2 separate regions of the Mus musculus genome follow, and region 2 is linked to region 1. Evidence: chromatin contacts called from public HiChIP or PLAC-seq data. All regions are on one chromosome and are shown on one strand. Each heading gives the region's core, a stretch centred on a gene start, on an enhancer-like site or on the middle of the called end of the contact. The rest is flanking DNA. Distances are from core to core; before and after follow the strand shown. Region 1 holds the start of Mmut (methylmalonyl-Coenzyme A mutase). Region 2 holds the start of 1700071M16Rik (RIKEN cDNA 1700071M16 gene).

The links. HiChIP or PLAC-seq counts read pairs in DNA pulled down with a chosen protein or histone mark.
Region 2: an H3K4me3 HiChIP or PLAC-seq map of stem cell-derived neural progenitor cells shows a contact between it and region 1, with 11 times the contacts expected there. The contact joins the promoter of 1700071M16Rik here to the promoter of Mmut in region 1. A contact is called at or near these places in 1 of 39 promoter capture datasets (hippocampal neurons) and 1 of 115 datasets of contacts at active chromatin or transcription factors (stem cell-derived neural progenitor cells).

What each region holds. Positions count from the first base shown.
Region 1 is chr17:40,932,504-40,937,068 of GRCm38.p6, reverse strand. It overlaps Mmut (methylmalonyl-Coenzyme A mutase), which reads right to left and starts at 2,384. Exons shown (of 13, transcript NM_008650.3): 1 at 2,290-2,384; 2 at 1-25. It overlaps Cenpq (centromere protein Q), which reads left to right and starts at 2,495. Exons shown (of 9, transcript NM_031863.4): 1 at 2,495-2,686; 2 at 3,854-3,988; 3 at 4,219-4,273. The coding sequence starts at 3,890.
Region 2 is chr17:43,589,106-43,593,670 of GRCm38.p6, reverse strand. It overlaps 1700071M16Rik (RIKEN cDNA 1700071M16 gene), which reads left to right and starts at 2,162. Exons shown (of 4, transcript NR_045445.1): 1 at 2,162-2,249; 2 at 3,794-3,898; 3 at 4,122-4,274. The region is part of intron 2 of Pla2g7 (phospholipase A2, group VII (platelet-activating factor acetylhydrolase, plasma)); the gene reads right to left.

The DNA.
Region 1 (4,565 bases), core at 1,135-3,634:
CTCCCAAAAGGAAATGAGAACGGTCCTAGAAAAATAAAGAGAACAATACACAAACATTTAAAAGTGTGAAGAAAAGTGAGAGCTTTCAATAAGTAGGGAACAAAAAGAAGGAATATTGTCCTGTTTCATTTTTCTTCCCTTTTCTGGTCGTGTGCCGGATATAACACTTACTCTTGTTCTTCTACCTACAGTCTCCTTACTTCATGGCCTCTTGGCTGGTCTTACTGACCAGTGTTAGCCCCCTGAAACCCATTCTATACTCATAAAATGCAAATCTGACTATACCATACTCTCTGCAAAATTTCTGCCAGGTTACATTTTTTTTTTGTTGTTTTTTGTTGGTTTTTTGTTTGTTTGTTTTGTTTTTCGAGACAGGGTTTCTCTGTGTAGCCCTGGCTGTCCTAGAACTCACTCTGTAGACCAGGCTGGCCTCGAACTCAGAAATTTGCCTGCCTCTGCCTCCCAAGTACTGGGATTAAAGGTGTGCGCCACCATGCCTGACTTTTTTTTTTTTTTACATTTTTTTTGAGGGGCTGGGTTACATTATGTGGTAGATTGGAACTTAATATTTCAATTAATTTGCATTCAAAACCCATTTATAGATTATCTAGCTTATAGTAGACTTTATATTGGTGTATGGAGAAAATACAGTATAAGACAAGCAGGCAACCAAAGTATCTATGATCTGGTCTCTGTAGCTGTCAAACTTATTTCTGTCTTGGCCAATTTTACATTTTCATGTACTAGAAATCCTAGAAAATCATAGTTCACTGCACTTGCCATTTACCCACACAGAAAGCAGCAAACTGCCTCAATTACTTGATACTTAAGTATCACACAACCTCAACATGTAGAGCCTTAAGATTTTGTAAAAAAGAAAAAAAGAAAATCAGATACAGATTTCTTTAATACAGCTGCCTAGCCAGGTGCTTTACACAGCATTGGACAGTGGGAGTTTAAAACTCTATTTTTCATATAATTTCTGACCTATCAACTTAGTGAAGCCTTGATGACTATTGAATACTTATTATGGATCACCAAACAAGCCGCATAAGCCACTCATCGCAATACTGTTCTAATTACTTTACAATGTAAACTTTCAAAACAGGAAACGTCTCAGATATGCTAGCCCCTTAAACTGGGTAACATCCATTCTGGGAAGGCTTCTATTGTGAGAGATAGAATAGGAATTCTCTGCTGTTTATTTGCATTAGAGAATCTGAAACATAAACATCCACAGTTAGAATACGTGTGTTACAATATAAACAAACGAATGAATTGAATGGAACTACTATATTCCATATTGAAACTTACTGGAGTATTCATTTATGACAGCACAGAAAAGAAAAAGGAAGCCTTTATTGGACATAAATTACATGATGTATTATGTCTGTGGAAACTAGCACTCTGTGCAATTACTGTTGTTGTGAGCTTTCTCTAAATATTTTGTAATTAATTTGAAAGTTATAGTAACACCTCAGAAGAGCTAGCCCCTCACACTGTTCAATATACATAGGTGGTGACTATACAAGGCAAGAAAATTAACAGCATAAAGGAACTGTTAGCCCAAAGCAACTGTTCTCAACCTGTGGGTCATAACTCCTTGGCAAACCTCCATCTTCAAAAATATTCAATTTACGATTCATAAAAGTGTCAAAATTACAGTTACAATGTAGCAACAAAAATAATTTTATGGTTGGGGGTCACCACTGTACTGAAGGGTCTTGGCATTAAGAGGGTTGAGAACGACTGGCCTAAAAAATAACTAAGCACAAAACTATGTTGGAAGAAAATCAGCAGGCGGTTGAAAATTACACGCATGTGTCACGCTCTCAATGGCAAAACGGAGAAGTTAGGCTATGTGTTTTGTTTTGTTTTTTAAATCAGGTTAGACGCGCCTTTCCTTTTCATCTTTTCCTTCTGTCACCTAACTTTCTGTCTTACTACCTCTAGCAAAAACACCCTAGAAACCACATGAGCTTGTGAACCTCTAACAAGTAACCTCTGCTCTGCGCGTGCGTGGGAAACCAGGGACGCACAGCGACAAGACTAGCACGCTGTTGAAAGGCATTTTGCAGCGGTGACCTCCGAATTCCACCAGCCTGGCGGGAAATGAGAACCCAGTCAGTCACCATCTATATTTCAGGAGCAAGCAGGGGCGGCTTCCTATCACAGAAAATCCGTGAAGAAGAAGGAAAGGACAGCAAGATAGATAGGTGGAGCAGATGAAGCCAATAAGAGAAGAATCCTGCAAGCCTGACGTGCTCCACAGCGCACGGGCTTACTCACAGTGTTTGGGGATCACCCGGACCAAGCCCGGACTTCAGAACCGAACCCAGACGCCGGGGTCACACCCGCTCGCCGCAGGAGCTCGGCAGCCAATCAAATCAGGGGGCGTAGCCAACACCGCCCTCGGATTAGCCAATCCAATCCGGACATTGCGGGCGCGCGTCTGATGACGTAAAGACATACGCTCCGCAGGCCGGCCTTCTCTACACAAGTGTGTTTGCGTTCCTCACTGACGCTTCCGGTTCCCAGATCCTGGAAGTTCTCCGTCTTTTCCGGTTGTTTGGGCGGATTAAGTCAGAAGCGCGCCTTTTGAATCCGTGAAGCAACTGTGAAGAGTCGAGGAAGCGATAAAGCGGCTGACAGATCCAGGGGATAATTTGAGCCTCACGCGTTTGTGGTAAAACTCCGTTTTGTTTTGTTTTGTTTTGTTTTTAAGGGGCAATGTCTAATGTCTGAATAGGTCTCTGCCATTTAGGGCAACTGTTTGAGATAACCCCAGAGTGGAGTGAAAATATTGATCTTCCCTCTCTAGTCCCCCTGACCCTCCCGGTCTTGGTTCCTGAATCTCTGTACCTCGTCCTGGAGCGACGGACAGAGTAGCCCAAGTTCACTCTCGTTAGTGGTTCGCAGATGAACAGCTTAAGTTGAGATAAGTCGGTTTAAACTAGTTTCAGTAAACCGGCCAAGAAAACAACAAGCAAACCGAAGCGGAGCGCCTTTTTCCACTCCTCCCATAAGGATTCGATCTAGTCTGAACGGGCTGATTCATAAAGAAAAAAAAAAAAATGTTCTTTGAGCTGTCACGCCGTCCGACTTTACGCTGGTTTCATTTAAGCACTTTATTTCTCTTCGTCTTGGCTAATTAATCCAAAGATATCCCCACAGCTGCCCACAAGTCATTTGATTGCATTTAGTATATCTCATACATAATAATTGTAGTCATAGCGGTGTCTACCAACCCACTGTTAAGCTATGATTTCCTGTGGATCTGGGAACAGTAAGGAATTTTTATCTTCTATCTTAATTTTTCTTTTCTTTTCTTTCTTTCTTTCTTTCTTTTTTTTTTTTTAAATTAACACAAGTTGAGTGGTCCCAACAGGTAGAAATCATGACCCTGGTTTCGATACTTACAATGTCTGTCTCATGATTCAATGTAGGCGTTTTCTGTATTACATCCTGCCATATATGTTGTTTAGCTTGGTGTTTTGGGGGGATTCCTAAAGGTTGGAGTAGGAGAATCTCCTGCTCTTTTGCCATCTCTTGGAAGACCCTTTTCCTCATTTCTGGGTTGCATTATCCAGCCTTGATATGATGGTTTGTGCCTAGTCTGATTACATCTTATTACCTCATGTTTGGTTGATGTCGCTGGGAGCCCTGTTGTTTTATGAAAGGAAACGCAGAAGCAGTGGTTTGGGGAAAGAAAAGGGACCCATGACTTGAGGAGTGGGAGAGGAAACTATGGTCAGATGTATTGCATGAGAGAAGAATAAATTTTTTAAAAATTTATGTACTCTTTTCAACAAAAATTATATTTATATTATAATTATATTTTTCACCTTTGCAGACTATGTATCGTTGTGATTATACTGTTTAGATGAAAATGTCTGGTAAAGCACGTGCTTCTAGGAAAAAACCTCAACAGGTGAAAAGAAGTTTGAAACAAAGAGCCAATAAGGAAGCGGATTTGCCAGAGAATGAGGTAAGATCTCTTTCTTTCAGATCTCTTTAATTAGAAATATCTATTTCCCTTCAAAGGGCTAAAAGTCAGTTTTACTACACATTGTAATTCATATCACAAACTTTAGTGCATTCTTTGTTTATCATATCTACAATACTTTTTTCTACCTCCTGGAAGGTATAGTATTTGTATACATGGAGTATGTGTTGCAAAACCATCTTTTTATCTGTTGTTTGTTTGTATGACTCTAGGTTGGAAACACAGCAAAAAGAAACAGAAGTCATGCAAAGCATCTGTCCTCTAAAGGTATTGTTCTGTATTAAAGTGTCTTCTACTGCTTTTCATGAAAAATGTTTCAGTATCTTGGTTTTGAGTTCAGAAATGGTAAAAGGTGAGCATAAACAGTCACATCCTCAATATTAATTCTAACAGCAAATATATAGAGGTTTGCCTGTCACATCGAAAGGAACTAGGAGACAAATTATTATCCCTCATTCTGAACTACTCATCTTTGATATAAAGACAAACCTACTTCTTCCTCTCTAAGACACCACGGATTTTGGTTCTGCCACTACTGTACAGATAGTTTGTAATCACT
Region 2 (4,565 bases), core at 913-3,412, 2.7 Mb before region 1:
TTAGTGTTTAGACTGTGTGTGTGTGTGTGTTTCGAGACAGGGTTTCTCTGTGTTGCCCTGGTTGTCCTGAAACTTACTCTGTAGACCAGGCCAGCATGCTTCCACTTCTTGTGCATTTGGTCCTGACATCTTTACACAGCATTATCAAAGCCAATGGTCCAAGATGACTCTAAACAACCATCTCCCAACCCCCTTCTCTCACTCTCTAACTGTCCAGCCCTACCCCAAATCCCAGAATCCTTTATCTTATGAATTCCAGGCTAGAACCCTGGGAGGCAAATAAATCTCTATAATTTGTTCTTAATTTGGAATAATCCGGATCCCAGACCCTGGTAGAATCAAAACTCTTAAAGCTTATAATTAGCCGATCAGATTTATGTATCAATAAAATCACAATGTACAGGATGCTAATACAATAATTTCAGAGCCAATTGATAACGATAAAAGCTTTATCCCAATTTTTTCTAACCTTATGATACCATAACTATCCGTGGCTGGTTCATGCCATGCTGGTTCATGTCTGCCTCCATTCTCCTCCCCGCTCCCATCTGCTACGTTCTCTGTCTCTGCCACTCTTGGCGCTGCCTCCCTTTTCCCTGTCCAATTACAGGCCTTCTGCTGCCCTAATGTAATTGGATAGGGAAAATCCTACAACACAGACATAATCATTTCTTCTTCAGAATCAGGAATTCCGTATGTGTGGACTATTTCACAATGGCGAGAATGATGACAGCTACTGTTCAGGCGCTGGCCCTCCTCGTGTAAACACAGCCTTTGACACACCAGGCTCAGATCGTTTTGTGGGAAGGAGGGGAGCTAAGCTGAAACACCACCAACCTCCTTTGTCCTTCATTCAAACCCACGCATGTGTTCTTTGACCTGTCCACTCCCGTTTGAAGCCCAAACCCTTCCATATCTCTGCAACGGCCCTCCTTTCTAGAGCTCAGGCAAGCCATCACTTACGTTTAGATGTTAGGCTCAAATAACAATAAATCCAGATTCCTACTTTTCCTGATACACTGAGCTGGGCCTCCGACGTCCACTTGACTGAACCGTGGGAGCCCATTACTCTGCAGCACAGGTTTTGCCAAGCTCCCAGAACTATGTAAGGTGTGGCACCAGCATCATTATCATGCATCACTGCTCAGCAAGGGTTTGAGTCTTGGCAACATTCTTATTCACATCCTCCACTGATGACTCATACATATGTGAGGTTCCAGCCCGCGACAGACTCTTTCAGTACCTAAGGCCTCCTACACAAAGATGATCCTTGTGGGCCAGCAGCATGGCTGTCACCTAGGGATTTGGAAATGCAGACTCCTGGTTCGAATTCGACAATCAAAAAGATTCAAAGTAGGCTGATTCAAGATGAAGAAATGCTGTGGCACAGCCCATATCTCTTGGCCTGCCACATTGGTAAAGCAGTGAGAGGGGGCAGTTTGATGAAAGACAGAAGGTGAAGCAGAGTGGAGCCCGGTATTGGATCCAGGTGATTCTGTTTCAGATACCAACCTATGGTGGTATGGCCTAAGCAGTTTAACTCTTCTCTCTGGTGCCCACTGGTGAAGTGGGCCATTAAAGCCCTTAACCAGCCTGCAGAGCAGCTGTGTGGGTAAAGATGGATGAAGTGAGGGTATTCATTGTGTGCTTAACACCAACTGGAGTAGGTAACTGGCAGTCAACTGCCATGACTTCCTTCCTTCTCCAGAGCTGGTGAAGTCTTGCTTCCCAGGGGCTGTCAAGTCCTTTGAAGGATTTAGCAGATCTACACAACAACTTCCACACTTCTCCAGGGACAATTCAAATTTCACAGCACTTCCTCAAAGGTGTGGATTTTTTTTTTTTTTAATTACAGAAGGTTCTGCTCTCGTTTCAGATTATCTGTGGAGTCAGCCTTGGTGTAACTGGGAGGTGACATGTCTAGAGAGTAGCAGGGTAGACACCACCTTCTGTCTTTCCTTCTGTAGTTGGCAGCCAGTGAGCAGCTGTGTCCCCACACATAGGCAGCAAGGTCAGAGCTAGACCAGGGGGAGAACTTTGGCTCTCACAGCTCAGGTTGGAACCCCAGAGACCTCTTAGCTACCTTGGAGACCCTAACCTATCAGCAGAGTTCCAGAACATCCGCAAGTGGATCTCCCCTCCTATGAGATCGTAATTCCACAGAAACCAAGGGAACCTCTTCTAATAACCTGTGGCTCTCCAACTTCTCTACTTTAGGAACCTGTTCACCTGGAATTTAGGAGTCACAGGTACCACTCTGGGTACAGAAAAGGAGGAGCATCTTGCAATTTGCACATCACACGAATCTGCATCTCCATCTATCCATCTATCTGAAATCATCATAAGGAAAAAGAGGCGGATCAGACCAACTATAGCTTGGTCTGTGCTATAGTTTGTGGCTCAGAGTTCATCTTTTCTTAATCCTCTTCAACTTTATGTGAATGGGAACTTTGAACCCTGTAGGACGCTACTTGGTATATCTAGGAAATATAGCAATTCAGGTTACAATTTATTTAATTTGTGAGTGTGCGGGTTTGTGTTAAAAGCACACGTGTGTCTCTGAGTGTCAAATATTCCCGAGTCTTGAGATGTATACATTCTAGAAGAAAAACACATTCTTTTTAAAGTACTTTTACAGTCCTTCCTCAGCATGCGAAGTATCTCATATTTGTAAGCCTTTTAAGGCCCAGCAGCACATGCCTTTAATACCAGTGCTAGTGAATAGGAGACAACAGGATAAATAATTCAAGGCCACCCTTTGCTACATTGTGAGTTAGAGGTCAGCCAGGGCTACATGAGATTGTCTCAGACAACCGAAAGAAGGGTATGGGGAGAGCGCTTGCTGCATGAACATGGAGAGCTGAGTTTAAATCTGCTGCATCACATAAAATCTTAGGCATGGCTGCACAGAGATGAAACCCCGGGTCCTTTCATGTGTAGACAGAAGGGCTTCTCAGGCTTGCTGGCTGTCAGCCTAATTTCAAGTTCAATGAGAGACCTTGTCTCAGGGGAATACGGTAGAAAGTAATAGAACAGGACAGTGGACACTTTTCTCTGCCTTCCACCTGTGTATACAAGCGTGGACACTCACATATACATATGCACTTATAACACAAACCCACACACTCACTAATTAAATAAGTTATACCCCAAATAGCTATATTTTTCTATTATTCATTTAATAGATTATAAAGAACAATTATCTATTGTTTTGAAGTATTAATTATAACTTTTAAAATATTCACGTAGCCACTTCTGAACAGCTAGACTGAGTATAGCATAGGGTTAACACAAGACCAAGGGCATGTTTAAACAACCCAGTGATGTTTAAAAATCAGAGGGTAAAAAACCACGTCTTTAAATTTTCACCCTGCACCAATAAGAGTCAATAATATAAAATGTACCCTGGAAGATAATGGACCCATTGTGTGACCTGTTTCCAACCCCTGATGATACAGTTTAGAAAGATGAACTTCTTCATTTCAAGTAGGTCACAGGTTCTCTGATGACAAGGTCCAGCACCTCAGTCACCACCGTATCCATGGCGCTTTCCCTTCCTGGGAAGTATTGAGGGATGAATGGACCTCTGAAATATTCTTCAATTACCTGTGTAAATATCAACATAAGGCCCAGCCCTTTCCTATTGATTAGTCCATTTCCTCAAATATCAAGTAGGGCAAAGGTTATGCTAGTGATGATGAGTTACGCAAGCCCTTTTGGAGATGCTGTGGTAAAGAGTTACTCAACAAACCCAGCAAGTATCTGGAGTGAGTACATCTATCCTCGTGTGCAGATCTGTGGGTATAGACAGTGTGAGATCATCCTCAAGTTACCTGCTGTGCTCTCCAAAGGACACAGACTGAGACCCATGTGCGTCACCGCTCTTTAAGATGAACAGGTAGGTATTCACAATGCTCCAGAAGGAATGTCCTTGCAACATAGGCCCTTCTTGGTGGCATGAGATGTCCCTCCCGAACACTGGCTACTCATCCTCGTATTGTCTAAATCATCATCCCCTTATCTCTTCTCCTTAACACAACTGAAGAGAGAAAGTAGCCGTGGCCATTATCTTCTGGAGAAGGTCCAGGCATCTACGTGCCTCTGCTTCTTCTCATTCTCAGGCAGAAAGGGCCATGTCCCTTTGGACCTCTAGAGTCCAGACTGTCATCTTCTTGCAAGCCTCTTCACCTCCGCAGGACCAGCTTTGCTTGTCAAGACACAAGACCAATCCTACCTTCATGGAACAGCGATGAAGCTGCCTTGTAAACTCCAAGGCAAGTATGCTCCCGTACCTGGCAGGAGTTAAACTAGGGTCATGAAGGAGGGGAAGAGAAGGAGGTGTTGAAGGCATTTTTCCATGGTCACAGCAAGCTGACAGGACATGTGTTACAATGCCCATGCTGCAGACTTGCTATTGAAGAAAAAACACACACACACACACACACACATTCCTCTTTTGGAGTTGTAAAGATTGAAGAGTGAAACTCCTCCCTACCCTAGAACAAAGATTCCCTGAATATATATGCTCCTGTGTGTATGTGCATGCGAGTGAGTGAGCATGTGTG